Linked DNA regions of Mus musculus: all the other regions are linked to region 1. The links are chromatin contacts, called in public HiChIP or PLAC-seq and promoter capture Hi-C maps. All regions are on one chromosome and are shown on one strand. The core of a region is the stretch at or near the end of the contact, and the rest is flanking DNA. Distances in the headings are between cores, read along the strand shown.

Region 1 (4,728 bases), core at 972-3,471:
TTGCTGTTGACATCACAGGAGAAAACCTGGTCCTCAGTGTAGCCCAGGATGCCCTTTAGTGGTCCCTCAAATGCCTGCTTTGCCACCTTCTTGATGTCATCATACTTGCCAGGTTTCTCCAGGTGGCATGTCAGATCCACAACGGATACATTGGGGGTAGGAACATGGAAGGCCATGCCAGTGAGCTTCCCGTTCAGCTCTGGGATGACCTTGCCCACAGCCTTGGCAGCACCAGTGGATGCAGGGATGATGTTCTGGGCAGCCCCAAGGCCATCACACCACAGCTTTCCAGAGGGGCCATCCACAGTCTCTGAGTGGCAGCGATAGCATGGACCGAGGTCATGAGCCCTTCCATGATGCCAAAGTTGTCATGGATGATCTTGGCCAGGGTGGCTAAGCAGTTGGTGGTGCAGGATGCATTGCTGACAATCTTGCGTGAGTTGTCATATTTCTGGTGGGTCACACCCATCACAAACATGGGGCATCAGCAGAGGGGCAGAGATGATGACCCTTTGGCCCCACCCTTCAAGTGGGCCCCAGCCTTCTCCATGGTGGTGAAGACACCAGTAGACCCCACAACATACTCAGCACCGGCATCACCACATTTGATGTTAGTGGGATCTCTTCCCAGAAGATAGTGATGGGCTTCCCGTTGATGACAAGCTTCCCTTTCTCAGCCTTGACCATGCCATTGAACTTGCTATGAGTAGAGTCATACTGGAATATGTAGACCATGTAGTTGAGGTCCATAAATGGGTTGTTGATGGCAATCTCCACTTTGCCAACTGCAGAGCAGAAGGCAGCCCTGGTAACCAGGCACCCATTACGGCCAAATCCATTCACACCGACCTTCACCATCCTGTCTACAGGACGAGGCTGGCACTGTATGAGAAGAGCCTCATACTTTTTTTTTTTAAAGATAAGATATCCCTTTGCATGTGTTTATTTGGCTTTGTTGCGAAATCTCTCACTTCCCCCTCAATTTGACCTTTTGTAGCATAACTCTCATCTCCCTTTGCTGTGATTGTCTAGCTATATGTAAATGGAAGACTAGTGCATTTTCACTTTTATGTCAGGGCTTGCTTGGTTTATTTTTGTTTTTTTTTAATGTGTATCAAGGTCTTGCCTGCAAGTTGAGTGTACTATTTTTGGGCAGGTCTATGGAGGCCAGAAGAGGCACTAGTGTTACAGAAGGTTGTGATCTGCCTGTCATGTGTGTGCTTGGATGAGCATCAAGTGCTCCCGAACCAGAGTTATCTCTAAACCCCTTATTTTTAATTAAGAACAAAATAAAACAAAACAAAAACCACACACTTTTTTTTTTTGAGACTAGGTTTATAAAGACCAGGATAGCTTTGAACTCAAAGAGATCCAACTGCCTTCGCCTTCTGAGTCCTGGAATTAAGGGAGTGTCCCACCACACCCAACTCCTTTTTCTTTTATTTGTAAGGGGTTTCGAGTGCAGGGAGGTCTCTGCACCACATGCATGCAGTAATCATGAAGACCAGAAGAGGGCGCATGATTCCCCTAGGACTCAAGTTACAGACAACTGTCAACCATGCAAATGGGTCAAAGGAGAGTCCAGGAAAAGGACAGCCTGGCCTGTGTTCTCCGCTGAGCCATCTTTCCAGGCTTCCTCACTGATTTACTGACAGATCCCTAGTAGCTTAGGCTGGCTTGCAATAGAGGATAACGTCGAATTTATGATAATTTTATCACCACCTCTTCAACGCTGGGATTACAGGAGTGGACACACCACCACACAGTGTTGTGTACCGGGGGTGAACCCAGCGGTTTGCACATGCTAAGCAAACGCTTACTAACTAAACTACATTCCCAATTCCTAAGTAATAAAGGTTCGCGAGCCACATCCTTTGTGGCTGATGGACAGCCACATTAATTTCCACGTTGACACTAAAGTTTGCTCACAGTTCCCCAACTGATTTTTAATCTTGTAGCTAAATGCATCGCCACGCTCTCGGACTACCCGCACACAAACCAATTAAAAACTCCGATCCTTAACAACTTGAATCGGCGCGTGCGATACCACTTCAACGACCAGTAAGGAATCAGAAAATGCCACCCATCGCGTCGTCTCCATCGGATCGCTTTACAGCGGCCGACTTCAACAGTTCAAAGGACCCTCTCGGAGCCGGCCGACCCAGAGTGCCACGCTAGCCCGCACCGTCAACTTCCGGGTCTCGTTGGTAACCATTTCCTGTTTCGTAATGGTGCGTGATGGGATGAGTAGTCGGCTTTCCTGGAGCCTACCGCGAGCGTCCGGCCGACACAGAACTCCATTTCCCGACGTGCCTTGCAGCTTAACCCAGGAGCGGGAGGCCGGTTCCGATTGCATCAGCGTGGGCTCCGAGGCACGATGAGACTGTTCGTGAGCGAGGGTTCCCCGGGGAGCCTGCCCGTGCTGGCTGCGGCCGCGAGGGCCCGGGGTCGGGCGGAGCTGCTCATCAGCACCGTAGGCCCCGAAGGTACTGGAGTGGCTGCCGGTGGGCGGCGGGTGAGGGGTGTTCATCTCACAGTTGTTTGCCAGGCTCCAGTGCCCGTTCCCCAATCGACTCAACGTTAACTTTAGTCACGCCAACCTTTGTTTCCGTAACCCTTCTGAAGTTAGTTCCCTTAGTTACCCTCACTGTACTCTTCAAACCTCGTTTTAAGTCTCCCCTCTGGTTAGTTTTCCAGGACCCACCTATCATGGCAACTCCCTCTCAGCCCGGTCACTCTCGCGATCACCTCCAACCTCCCGTGTCGTTTTGGGGAAGCCCCTTTCTCCTTCCAGGACCTCAGTACAGACATGTGCACACTCAGTCCTTGAAGTTTATTGCGTATTCCCAGACAACTTTTTTGGGTGACTTTCTAAGAGTTGTCTGGTCAGATCCTCCCTGACAGCTTGACTGCAGCACTATTCTATACCTCTCTGTAGACTCTACCTCTTGTTTGCAGTTGGCAGTCTCAACTGAACACTAGCTGGCCCCTCTAGCATATTCCACCACCACCCCTCCCCGGTTAGTGTTCTTACCTTCGAAACTGTAGATTGAAAACCCAGGCCTCCAGCACACAATGTGACGTCAAATCATTTCTTTTAAGATTTACTTATTTATTTAATGTATATATGAGTACACCGTAGCTGTACTGATGGTTGTGAGCCATCATGTGGTTGCTGGGAATTTGAATTCAGGACTTCTGCTGGCTCCTGTCAACCCCGCTTGCTCTGGTCAACCCCGCTTGCTCAGGCTGCGCCCCGCCTTATATCTAAGTACACTGCAGCTATCTTCAGATTTACTGGAGGAGGGTGTCAGATCTCATTACGGGTGGTTGTGAGCCACCATGTGGTTGCTGGAAATTGAACTCAGGACCTTCGGAAGGGCAGTCAGTGCTCTTTAACAGCCGAGCCATCTCTCCAGCCTCCTCATTTATTTTCTTACCCCTGATTTTCACCCATTTTCCTCTGTCTCAGAGTGTGTGGTACCATTCCTTACCCGGCCTAAGGTCCCTGTCTTGCAGCTGGATAGTGGCAACTACCTCTTCTCTGCTAGTGCAATCTGCCGGTCAGTATTGGTTCTTGGTGTGGGGAGGTGCCCAAATCAGGGTGAATCACTAATCTTTCTGTGACCTTATTTGCAAATACTGTTCTACTGTGGGTTCATCCATGAACTAGACAGATGCTTCAACTTACTTTCTCTCCCTGGGCAGATATTTTTTTCTGTTATGTGGCTGGGAACAAGATGATCTCACCAACCAGTGGCTGGAATGGGAGGCAACAGAACTGCAGGTGAATCCGTGTATCAGGGAGGTGAGGGCAGCCTGTCCTTCCTCTGTATGAACATCCTGACCCATTTCCCCTGCATTTTAGCCAGTTCTGTCTGCTGCCCTACACTGTCTAGTGGTTCAAGGCAAGAAAGGGGAAGATATACTTGGCCCACTTCGGAGAGTCCTGACTCACATTGATCACAGCTTGAGTCGTCAAAACTGTCCTTTCCTGGCTGGGGTGAGTTGACTTGAAGTGGGGTCTGGAAGGCTTATGATACAGGACTTTGTGGGGAAAGTGTATTCAGACCCCAACAACTAATTATTAGCGTGGTAACCTTGACACATTACTTAAACCCACTAATTCTTCATTTTTGTTATCGTTTTTGTTTTTATTTTTGGGTTTTTCGAGACAGGGTTTCTCTGTGTAGCCCTGGCTGTCCTGGAACTCACTCTGTAGATCAGGCTGGACCAAAACTCAAGAAGCATGCCAGGTGTTGGGATCAAAGGCCTGTGCCACAACTAGTCCTTGATTTTATTTTATTTTATTTTATTTTGTGAAATGGAAGTGATAGTTCCTGCCATAGTTAGAGCTATCTTAAGGATTATGTTAGAAAGCACACATTGACTCACTTAGTACTTGGCACATAGAAAGCAAAAACTCTGCATGGTGGCACACATTTGTAATCCCGACTTTTGGGAGGTAGAAACAAAAGGATCAGAAGTTCAAAGCCGTCCTTGGATGCACAGGGGCTCAGGCCAGCTGGACAGGGGCTCAGGCCAGCTGGACAGGGGCTCAGGCCAGCTGGACAGGGGCTCAGGCCAGCTAGACAAGGGTTCAGGACAGCTGGACAGGGGATCAGGCCAGCTGGACAGGGGCTCAGGCCAGCTAGACAGGGGCTCAGGACAGTTGGACAGGGGCTCAGGCCAGCTGGACAGGGGCTCAGGACAGCTGGACAGGGGCTC
Region 2 (4,728 bases), core at 1,379-3,878, 250 kb after region 1:
AGGCTCCTCGAGGTAGAGATACCTCTCGAGGCCAGTCGTCTTCTGGAGGCAATCCAATGAGACTGTGGGGACAGGACAACTCTGTTAGGAGGGGCCTTTCCCAGCTCCTGTCTCCGCGGCAGCAGGAAATGTCTTTCCTTTTCCTTATCAAATACTTACTCAAAGATTTTCCCCAACTGGTCGGCTTCAGAGTTTCCACAGAAGAGAGGCCTAAGGCAGAAAAAGACTCAAAGTATGTGTTATATCAAAAATAGGGGAGTGGGGGCTGGAGAGACGGCTCAGCAGATAAGACTGCTCTTCCGGAGGTCCTGAGTTCAATTCCCAGCAACCACACGGTGGTTCACAACCATCTGTAATGTAATCTGAAGTCCTTTTCTGGTGTGTCTGAAGACAGTGAGTGTACTCACATACATGGAAATAAATACATTTTTAAAAGAAAAAAAAAATTGAGGAGTAACCGTTATGTAGACCCAACTAGAGAGTGTGGAGACGAGGAACGGGAAGATCCTAAATCCAGGGCATGCCTATATGGTTTCTTGGTTCTAGGCAAGGTGGTCAGTATGAACTGGGTAGGCTGGATGTCCCGTACCATACATGCACAAAAGCGAATGGTCAAGAACAGGCATGTCTGTAAAAGACTTGGGGGCCGACGGAGTGTGAAGTTCAGTGGCACGGAAGCATTTACTGAGTGTGTGTGAGTTCTGATTTCAACCTCTAGCACAGTAAGACAAGCAGCCAAAGCTATGTGCAACTGAAGGTAGGTTAAGAGCTTCAAGTCCCATACGGGCGGTGGTAACGCATGCCTTTAATCCCAGGGCTCTGTGAGTTCAAGGCCAACCTGATCTACGGCCAGGACTAACCCTGTACCATTAACAACAAAAAGTTTCTAGTCCCATACTTCCGACGGAACATCTCTGCAAAGATACAGCCAACGCTCCACATGTCCACGGGTGTTGCGTATGTAGACTGCAGAAGAACTTCAGGAGCTCGGTACCAGAGCGTAACCACCTGAAGAGAATAGTAGAAATGAGTGAGTGTCGACCTCACGAACCAGACCTGCCTGGCTCTGAAAACTTCATGTACAAGACTCCTCAGTTGCTATGGGAAACCACCAAGAGCTACCCCTATCACAACCTAGTCGGCTAACGCCTTTTACTGACCACAGGCGTGAGGGCCATCTGGTAGCTGTAGATTCTAGCTAGGCCAAAGTCAGCCAGCTTGACGGTCCCATTACTTGTCACTAGAATGTTCTCTGGCTTCAGGTCCCGGTGAACAATGCAGTTTGCATGAAGAAAATCCAGGCCGCTTAGAAACTGACGCATTAGATCCTGTTTTTCAAGAAGAAAGCACAGAACACCGGAAACTATGTATCACTTCAAAATCCCAACAACTTCTATTGCAAAGATCGGTCCACCCTCGCCCCCAGCCCCACCCCTACTCACCTTAATGGTCTCAACCGGCAGGCCCGGTGGAGGTGCTTTGTCCAGGTATGTCCTCAGGTCCTGGTCTATATGCTCAAACACTAGGGTGACCTTGATGTCCCGATCAGTTCGGGAAGTAGCACAGACATCCATCAGCCTGAGAAGAACAAATGATCACCAGCTAGTCGTCCCCTTTGTCTCAACGTGGCCTCTGGCGTTCTAGGGTCCCACTCCTGCCTTACGGGTCCTATTGTCCTCTCCGCCCCACTCCCAATCCAACCTTCTCACCGTACAACATTGGGATGTTCAAAGGCCTCCAGCCTCCTTAACAAGGCCACCTCACGAACTGTGCTGACGGGAAGGCCCCCTCCAGCTGCTCCTCCATTAGGAACTCTCACACTCTTGAGGGCCACAAAGTGGCCACTGTGGGGATCTCGGGCTTTGTACACCGTCCCATAGGCACCGACACCAATTTCAGCCACGGGTTCATATCGAGTGGCAGCCATTCTCGAAGCAGGGGATCTACAATCACAGAGGCTTCTAATACCAAACTCACTCTCACGGTTAGGAGGGGGATGACCCGGCGGTAACAAAGGAACTCCTGCACAAGACCTCGCCAACGCGATCAGCAACATCCCACCCCTCCACACTTCCAGGGCCCGCGCCTTAGGTAACACAAAGACTCCCATCAAACCCTCCTCCTCCGGCCACGTTTTGTCCCGGAGGAAGAAAAAGAATGCTTTCTTTCCTTTCGGAGGACATCGCACTAGGCACAAAGAGGATCACACAGTGCACAGGGTTTGCACCGAAGATTCTGCACTTCACTCTCCAAAATCACACCCTTGCCCGCGACCACAAAGGCCCCACTTCCCGCCATTGGGCCACCTTCCATAATCAGCCAGCGACGCGCACGCGTGGGGAGCTGGAGGGTGCTGGTGGTGGCGGGGACTGGTCCCCCGATCCTGGATGAGACTGCACTCACCTTACGCTCGGCTAAGAGCTCTGGAGGTGGCCCTTTATCTGGGCCCGGGAGCCGGTTCCTGCGGCGCCATACACCGGGGATCGGTCCCGGGCAGCTGGACGCTTCGGGCCAGACCATAGACACAGGCCGCGAGCTAGAGAGGCCCCCTCACCCCCACCCTCACCATGTGACCAGCTGCCAGAGAGGCGCGCGGAAACCCGGGGGGCGGGGCGGGCGCCGGACGTTCTGGACACGTGATCTTCACCCTTGCGCAGTGGGCAACCCGGGCTGCTTTGATGGGAGGGGTGTGGTGGGGAAGGGGGCGGGGCCCTGACGGCCACGTGACCTGTTGCTATCCCACGTGACCCCTTGACTTTGCGCTGGGAAGCAGAGGTGTGGTTACGCTGTGTGGCACGTGACTGGCTGCCATACCCTGACTGCCGAGGGGGTGTGTGGGGGCGAGAGAGGGTGGAGCACAAGGCGGTGTCATGGCAACCGGGCCAACCAGCTCTCAACTCTGGGCTCAAGGCCGAGCCAGAGCGCATCTTCAGTCTCACTATGGGTCTCTGAGTGGGCGGGAGGTCGAGGTGTTAGTGGGAGATCCTGGTGCCAGAAATGGTGCTGTAACATTTCCACTCCACCGCCATGGGGAAACATTCGTATTTGTGTCTTTCTTTTACTCATTCATTCAACACAATTTTACTAAGTGCTTCCTTCCAGTTGGTATGCGATGTTTTTGTTTTGGTGTCTCAGTCACTCGCCCTTTGAAGTGATGATAAAGATAACTAGTATAGGTAATTGTGGTCTTATAAAACAGGGAATAAATAATTTCTATCTGAGGAGGAAACTAGGATTAAAAGATGGACAGAAGGAAATATAATAAGCCACTGTATGGGTATGGGGGGGCAGCAATTTAATGCCCTCCCTCTTCCCAACCTGTAAACCTCCCCAGGAATATTAAAAGCAGCAAGAAGTGATTGAAAATAGGGGTTCTTGATTTTACAAGAGTCTTTACACTAAGATTGCTACATATATATGTGATTGCATAAACAGATGACAGGGTAAGCATGTCCAGGGTCAGTCACCACCACATTGCTGGAAGATGACGTGTCCTTTTGCAAACCTGCAACTCCTCGTTGGGGTCATGTTCCTATTTTTTCCCCAGTCCAGCTTAGAACATATTCTTGATCTGATCAGCGTTTCCTAAATGGTCTGCCTACAGAAATCTAGTTAGACAGAGGTAGATCTGTGTGACGATTTCGTCTGCTCCAACTCCTTTATTGTCTCCCACCTCTTAGGGATATGGGATGAAGGACCATGTTCCCATTTGTGAAAAATTGCCTAAAATCTAGAGCTATTTTAAATTGATTTGGGGTGGGGGTGCTGGGGATTGGAGTTAGTGTTTTTTTGTTTGTTTGTTTGGTTGGTTTTTTGGATTTTCGAGACAGGGTTTCTCTGTGTAGCCCTGGCTGTCCTGGAACTCACTCTGTAGACTAGGCTGGCCTCGAACTTGGAAATCTGCCTGCCTCTGCCTCCTGAGTGCTGGGATTAAAGGCGTGTGCCACCACACCCGGCTTGGAGTTAGTGTTTTTATATGCAGTAAGCATGGGTTCAGTCACTGAGCTATATTCCTGAACCCTAAATTCTAAAATCATATTTGAGACACTAGAGTTGAGGCTGGTCTCAAATTAATTGCAATTTTTGTGCTAAAGCCCCTAAATGCTGTTTTTATAGGCATGAGCAACGATTTTGGCTCTGATTTATTTTATTGTGGATATTTGTTTTGTTTTAATGGAACAAGGTCTCATATAGCCCAGGTTGGTCTTGAAATGGACACGTAGCTAGCCTCAAATACTTGATCCTCCTGCTCCATCTCCCAAGAACTAAGGTTAAAGGTATGCACCACTTTTTTTTTCTTTTCTTTCTCTCTTTTCCTTTCTCTGTCTTTTCTTTCTTTGAGACTGGATCTTTCTTGCCAGGTAGCCCAGGCTGGCCTCAGACTCTGCAATGTCCACATGCTTGGGTTCTAGACCTGAGCCACCACACCCAGGCTAAAACTATTTTATTACCTGTTTTGCTGTGTATTCCATTCTAACTTCTTACTTTTCTGGTCGACAACGTAACAGTGATGGGTTATGGTGGCACATGCTTTTAATCCCAGAGGACTGGGGCAGAAGCAGGTGGATTTCTGTGAGTTCATGCCAGCCTAGTTTACTTAGTGAATTCCCAGCTAGCCAGGACTACAAGTTGAAACCTTGACTGAGAGGGGGTTGGGGGAGGGAATGTATATGAGAATGTGAATGTAAATTGAGGATTCATGTAAATCACAGTCAAGCACCACACCAC
Region 3 (4,728 bases), core at 1,289-3,788, 160 kb after region 1:
TTGTTTGTTTAGACACAAGGGATGCTGAGCTTTGTTAAAGGTCTCAGGCCCTGTCTGAGGTAATGACCTGATCTCATGCTTCAGTTTCATATGCTTATTTACATTTGTTGATTTGTGAACCCTAGACAAAGCTTAAATTCTTAGAATGAAACTAAATAGGCCATGGGATATGATGGCTTTCCTTTTAATTTTTTTCCAACAACTTTATCACATTTTATTTATTCATTTATCACACACATGCACGTGAAAAAGGTATAATGCAAAAACAAAATTCTAGGCCTTTAGGCCCAGCCTTGAGAATGTGACCTTTGTGACTCCAATGCTCCAAGGTATGCTAATCATAAAACAGATAGTGACATTCCTCCACCCACCAGCTTCCTGGGTTCGGGGAGTGTTCGTTCAAAGAAAGTCACCCTGACCCACCCTGACTGTTGCTGGAACCCGCTATGCAAATGTGCTATTGTTAGAGGCTCCTAGAAAACTGTCTTGACTTTCCACTTCCTTGTGACTCTTAACTGGTATTTTTTGGTATGTTCCAACAATGCCCTCCCCCGCCTCCTTGAGTTGTGGTTTCTTCCTTTAAATACCCCCTTACCCAGCTACCCAGGGCGCCATGGTCCTCTACCCCTGCATGGTGTATGACTATGGGCCTGAGAGTGCTCTTGAAATAAAAGTCCTCTTGCAGTTTGCAGCAAGACCGTTTCTCGTGAGTGATTTGGGGTGTCGCCTCTCCTGAGTCAGAACGTGGGGGAGTCCTCACGTTGTGGGTCTTTCACATGCGTGTGTGCATGCTTGAATCCCTCCATCTGTCTGTCATCTGTCTGTCTGTCTGTGTGGTATATGCATGTGTATGTTCATGTGCCATAGTGCTCCTGTCTAGTGGAACTCTCTTTCTGTGCCCTTCCCCCAGCCCTGAGCAGGCTAAATAGACTTTAAGTGTTTGCCCCAGTTGGTCTTCCTCCGACCTAGGGTGGAGTCTCCTGCCTTGCCTCCTCTGCGGTTTCCTACAGGAACACAATCCAGCTGAAACAAAGGACGGGTCTGTGGGTTTTCCCTATATAAACACAGAGCTGAATATTAAACTTTGAGCTTTGATCAGAAAACTTTGTCTTGGCTTCATCCTTCTCTTATCTCTGCCCCATCCTTTTTCATTTCCAGCCTCCCTTTCAGGTACCCAGTTCATCCATGGCTGCTGGACGGCTACATCTTTCCACTGTATGGATCCTGGGAACCAAACTCTGGTTGTCAGGTTAGGTACTGAGTCCCTTTACCTGCTAAGTCATCTTGTCGTCACTCACCTTCTTTGAAAATATTTTTTTTTAGATTTATTGATGTTATATGTTTTACCTTCATGTATGTGCATGCACCACGTGTGTGCTGAGTGACCTCAGGAGTCAGAAGGCACCAGATCCCCTGGGACTGGACTTATGGATGGTCCAGTCCTGGCTCTTGTCTCCCCAATGTTATCATTGTTCCTTTCCTATTTTAAAAATTACTTTTTTGGTGTGCACCTAGAGTAATGGGTCTTTTATGACGTTTTCTTTATACTTTAGCCCAGTCCATCTGCTCCTGCCTGAACGTGTTCTTGAGTTAGTTTGCCTAAATTTGATTGATTGGTTGTTGTTGTTCCTGTGTCCAAGGAAGTTGGACTATAATTTCCTTTCTTCGTTTCTTCTTCTGGTTTTGGTACCAGGGAAGTGCTGCCTTCATCGATGCATTTGGTGGTGTTCCCACTGTTCCTGCTTTGTGGACCAGCTCCAGTGTTTGCTTCTCTGTGCTTACCTCTTATGATGGTTTGTATGTGCTTGGGTCAGGGAGTGGCACTATTAGGAGGTGTGGCCTTGTTGAAGTAGGTGTGTCACTGTGGGCGTGGGCTTAAGACCTCATCCTAGCTGCCTGGAAGCCTGTATTCTGCTAGCAACCTTCAAATGAAGATGGAGAACTCTCAGCTCCTCCTGCACCATGCCTGCCCAGATGCTGCCATGCTCTTGATGATAATGGACTGAACTTCTGAACCTGTAAGCCAGCCCCAATTAAATGCGATTAAATTAAATAAGCCAGTCCTTATAAGAGTTGCCTTGGTCATGTTGTCTGTTCACAGCAGTAAAACCCTAAGCCTTTTGTTTTCTTGGGTTTTGGTGTTTTGGTTTTTGAGACAAGATTTTCCTGTGTAGCCATAGCTGTCACTCTGTACACCAGGCTGGCTTCAAACTCACAGAGATCCTTCTACCTCTGCTTCCCAAGTGCTGGGTCTGAAGGTGTGCACTACCACTGCTCAGCTATTGGGAGGCTCTTCATTTCTGTTTTAATTTCATTGATGATTGTGGATCTGCTTAAGCTGTCTCCCCAACTATTACTTTATTTAACCATGTATAAACTACACACACACACACACACACACACACACACACACACACACACACGCAGCCCTGCTCCATGTCAGAGCTCCCAGTCACCCCCAGTTATGAGGTGATAAGAAACCAGGAATGGTGGTGTCCCTGGGCTGACACTGACCTTTGGCCCTACAGTTCATCTCCAACAAGAGTGTGGCGCACTGGCTGGCACTCACGGGCAACAGTGAGACTTCAGTCCTAGGCAGCTTGGCTTGCCTCTGAAGTTAACAAATAACTAACTGGATTTAAAAACTGAAAACAATTTAGTGGTTGGGGAAATGAGTCATTGTTAAGTCACTGCTCTTGCAGTGGATCCGGGTTTGGTTTTTAGCATCAAAGTAAACCGTCTGTTACTCCAGCACAGGCAGGGGTCTTGGTGGCTCCTTCTGGCCTCCATGGACACCCACATGCATGCATAGACATGGGGTGTATCCTGTTTTGTTTTGTTTTTCTAGGGTGAGAGGAGAAACTCTATGGACAAACCCAGTTTTCCACTATGACAAGTTATGAAATCAAACTTTCTGCATCTAAGCGCAGCGGGTGAGCCTTGATCTGGGAAACAAGGAAGGAAGAATTATCTTTTAGGATACGAACCCAGCAAGGTCCCTGTGAGTTTGAAGCCAGCCTAGTCTATAGAGCTAGTTCCAGGACATTAAAGACTATATAAACAAACCCTGTTCAAAACAACAACAACAACAACAACAACAACAACAACCAAAACTGAACCAAATTAACCAACCAAACACCACCAAATCCACCCACACACTTCACATCTGGCAGAAGTATTCACCCTTTAGAGCACTCTTGTTTGGCATAGTATTGCAGCCCAGTGTTTGTGTATGTGTATGTGTGTGTGTGCACAGGGTTTATGTGCACAGTGTGTGCGCACAGTATGTGTGTGCACAGTATGTGTGCACAATGTATGTGTACACAGGGTATGTGTGTATATGTGAGTATATGTGTGTATAGTTTGTGTGTGCACAGTGTGTGTATACAATGTGTGTGTGCACAGGACATGTGTGAACAGGGCATGTGTGCACAGTGTGTGTGCACAGGATATGAGTGCATAGTGTATGTGTACACTATTGTCTAATTCACACCCCATTGACTCAGTTACTTCGTGAATAATTCTATTTATTTTCCAAAAATGAGGGTAGCCTGAAGTTACTTCAAGTTTTCCATCTATCAAAGGAGGGAGCCCCTGAGGGCCAATGAGACTGACCCACCAGCAGCCCTCCACTCCTCAGCTGGCTAGACACCTGTTATATCTTCTCGGTTTAATCTTGATAGGTCTCATGAGTCTAGAAATTTATTAATTTCATCTAAGTTTTCCAGTTATTTGGAATATAATATTTTTAAAGTCCTCGAGATTCTTTATGTTTTATTAGACTCTGCAATAACATCTCTTCATTGTTTAAAAAAAAACAAAATGCCAGATGTTTGACTTACCAAATGAAGATTCAGGAGCCAGATGCTGGGTGAAAACCTGCAAGCCCTGAGAGACAGAGAAAGCACCCCACTGACCTCCTTATTCCACTGACTTCCCAGAAGGAAAAGGCTTTTTCTTCTCCACCCTGTCTTAAATACCCTTCGACTCAAAGACTCTCCTCTCTGCTTCCTTATGCTTGCTCCTTGGCAACTCTTGACCTAACACTGATTATATTTAATCCTGTTTGTTTTGTTTCAGACCCTGGCCAAGGCATTGAGGTGCATATCTTACATACTAAAGCTGACCTGGCCTCCAGGTTCTCCCAGCATCCTTCAGTCCTTACCTGGCATACCTTGAACTTTCTGGGCTGCCCTTCCCTGAGAGGTTCTTCCTTCCCTATATAATACAGGCATTTGGTCTCTCTTTTCTCCTCCCCCTCCCCCTCCTCCTCCTACAGGCATTTGGTCTCTCTTTTCTCCTCCCCCTCCCCCTCCCCCTCCCCCTCCCCCTCCTCCTCCTCCTCCTCCTCCTCCTCCTCCTCCTTCTTCTTCTTCTTCTTCTTCTTCTTCTTCTTCTCCTCCCCCTCCCCCTCCTCCTCCTCCTCCTCCTTCTTCTTCTTCTTCTTCTTCTTCTTCTTCTTCTTCTTCTTCTTCTTCTCCTTCTCCTCCCCCTCCCCCTCCTCCTCCTCCTCCTTCTTCTTCCCCTCTCTGTCTCTGTCTCTGTGTCTCTGTCTCTGTCTCTGTGTCTCTGTCTCTGTCTCTCTGTCTCTGTCTCTCTCTTTTTCTGTACAAGCATCTTTAATCTCTTTCTCCCTGCACCCTCCAGTCCCTCTTCCTATGGTGACTACCAGTGAACTCGTTCAAGACCACCTTTGTAATAAACCTGCATTTAATATCATCTAATCTG

Evidence for each region. HiChIP or PLAC-seq counts read pairs in DNA pulled down with a chosen protein or histone mark. Capture Hi-C pulls out chosen DNA fragments and counts their contacts.
Region 2: a contact with region 1 is called in a promoter capture Hi-C map of adipose tissue. The contact joins the promoter of Cdk4 here to the promoter of Mars1 in region 1. A contact is called at or near these places in 13 of 39 promoter capture datasets (the 3T3-L1 cell line, the C10 cell line, the HPC-7 cell line and 11 more), 2 of 15 datasets of contacts at CTCF or cohesin (CD8 T cells and the NIH/3T3 cell line), 15 of 484 Hi-C or Micro-C datasets (B cells, CD4 T cells, CD8 T cells and 7 more), 18 of 115 datasets of contacts at active chromatin or transcription factors (the 230-238 cell line, CD8 T cells, the SCID.adh cell line and 9 more) and 5 of 9 other capture datasets (adipose tissue, embryonic stem cells, embryonic tail and 2 more).
Region 3: a contact with region 1 is called in an H3K4me3 HiChIP or PLAC-seq map of bone marrow-derived macrophages, with 3 times the contacts expected there. The contact joins the enhancer-like site here to the promoter of Mars1 in region 1. A contact is called at or near these places in 8 of 39 promoter capture datasets (the HPC-7 cell line, cranial neural crest, embryonic stem cells and 3 more), 1 of 15 datasets of contacts at CTCF or cohesin (CD8 T cells), 7 of 484 Hi-C or Micro-C datasets (B cells, CD8 T cells, bone marrow-derived dendritic cells and 3 more), 14 of 115 datasets of contacts at active chromatin or transcription factors (the 230-238 cell line, CD8 T cells, the HPC-7 cell line and 7 more) and 3 of 9 other capture datasets (adipose tissue, liver and pancreatic islet).

What each region holds. Positions count from the first base shown.
Region 1 is chr10:127,309,279-127,314,006 of GRCm38.p6, reverse strand. Mars1 (methionine-tRNA synthetase 1) reads left to right here and starts at 2,221. Exons shown (of 21, transcript NM_001003913.2): 1 at 2,221-2,486; 2 at 3,473-3,563; 3 at 3,709-3,787; 4 at 3,869-4,003. The coding sequence starts at 2,378. It also overlaps the pseudogene Gm6283.
Region 2 is chr10:127,061,435-127,066,162 of GRCm38.p6, reverse strand. It overlaps Cdk4 (cyclin-dependent kinase 4), which reads right to left and starts at 2,628. Exons shown (of 8, transcript NM_009870.4): 1 at 2,404-2,628; 2 at 1,710-1,943; 3 at 1,443-1,578; 4 at 1,161-1,328; 5 at 899-1,008; 6 at 160-210; 7 at 1-62. The coding sequence starts at 1,927.
Region 3 is chr10:127,148,596-127,153,323 of GRCm38.p6, reverse strand. No RefSeq gene overlaps it. Among named protein-coding and RNA genes, the nearest start is that of Gm51819, 9.1 kb to the left of the region's middle. Within about 2 kb of position 2,538, at least 62 of the 459 cell types and tissues checked have an H3K27ac peak or open chromatin away from gene starts, as enhancers often do. A contact at or near this core is called in CD8 T cells, bone marrow-derived macrophages, lineage negative bone marrow cells and 3 more, where this site is marked.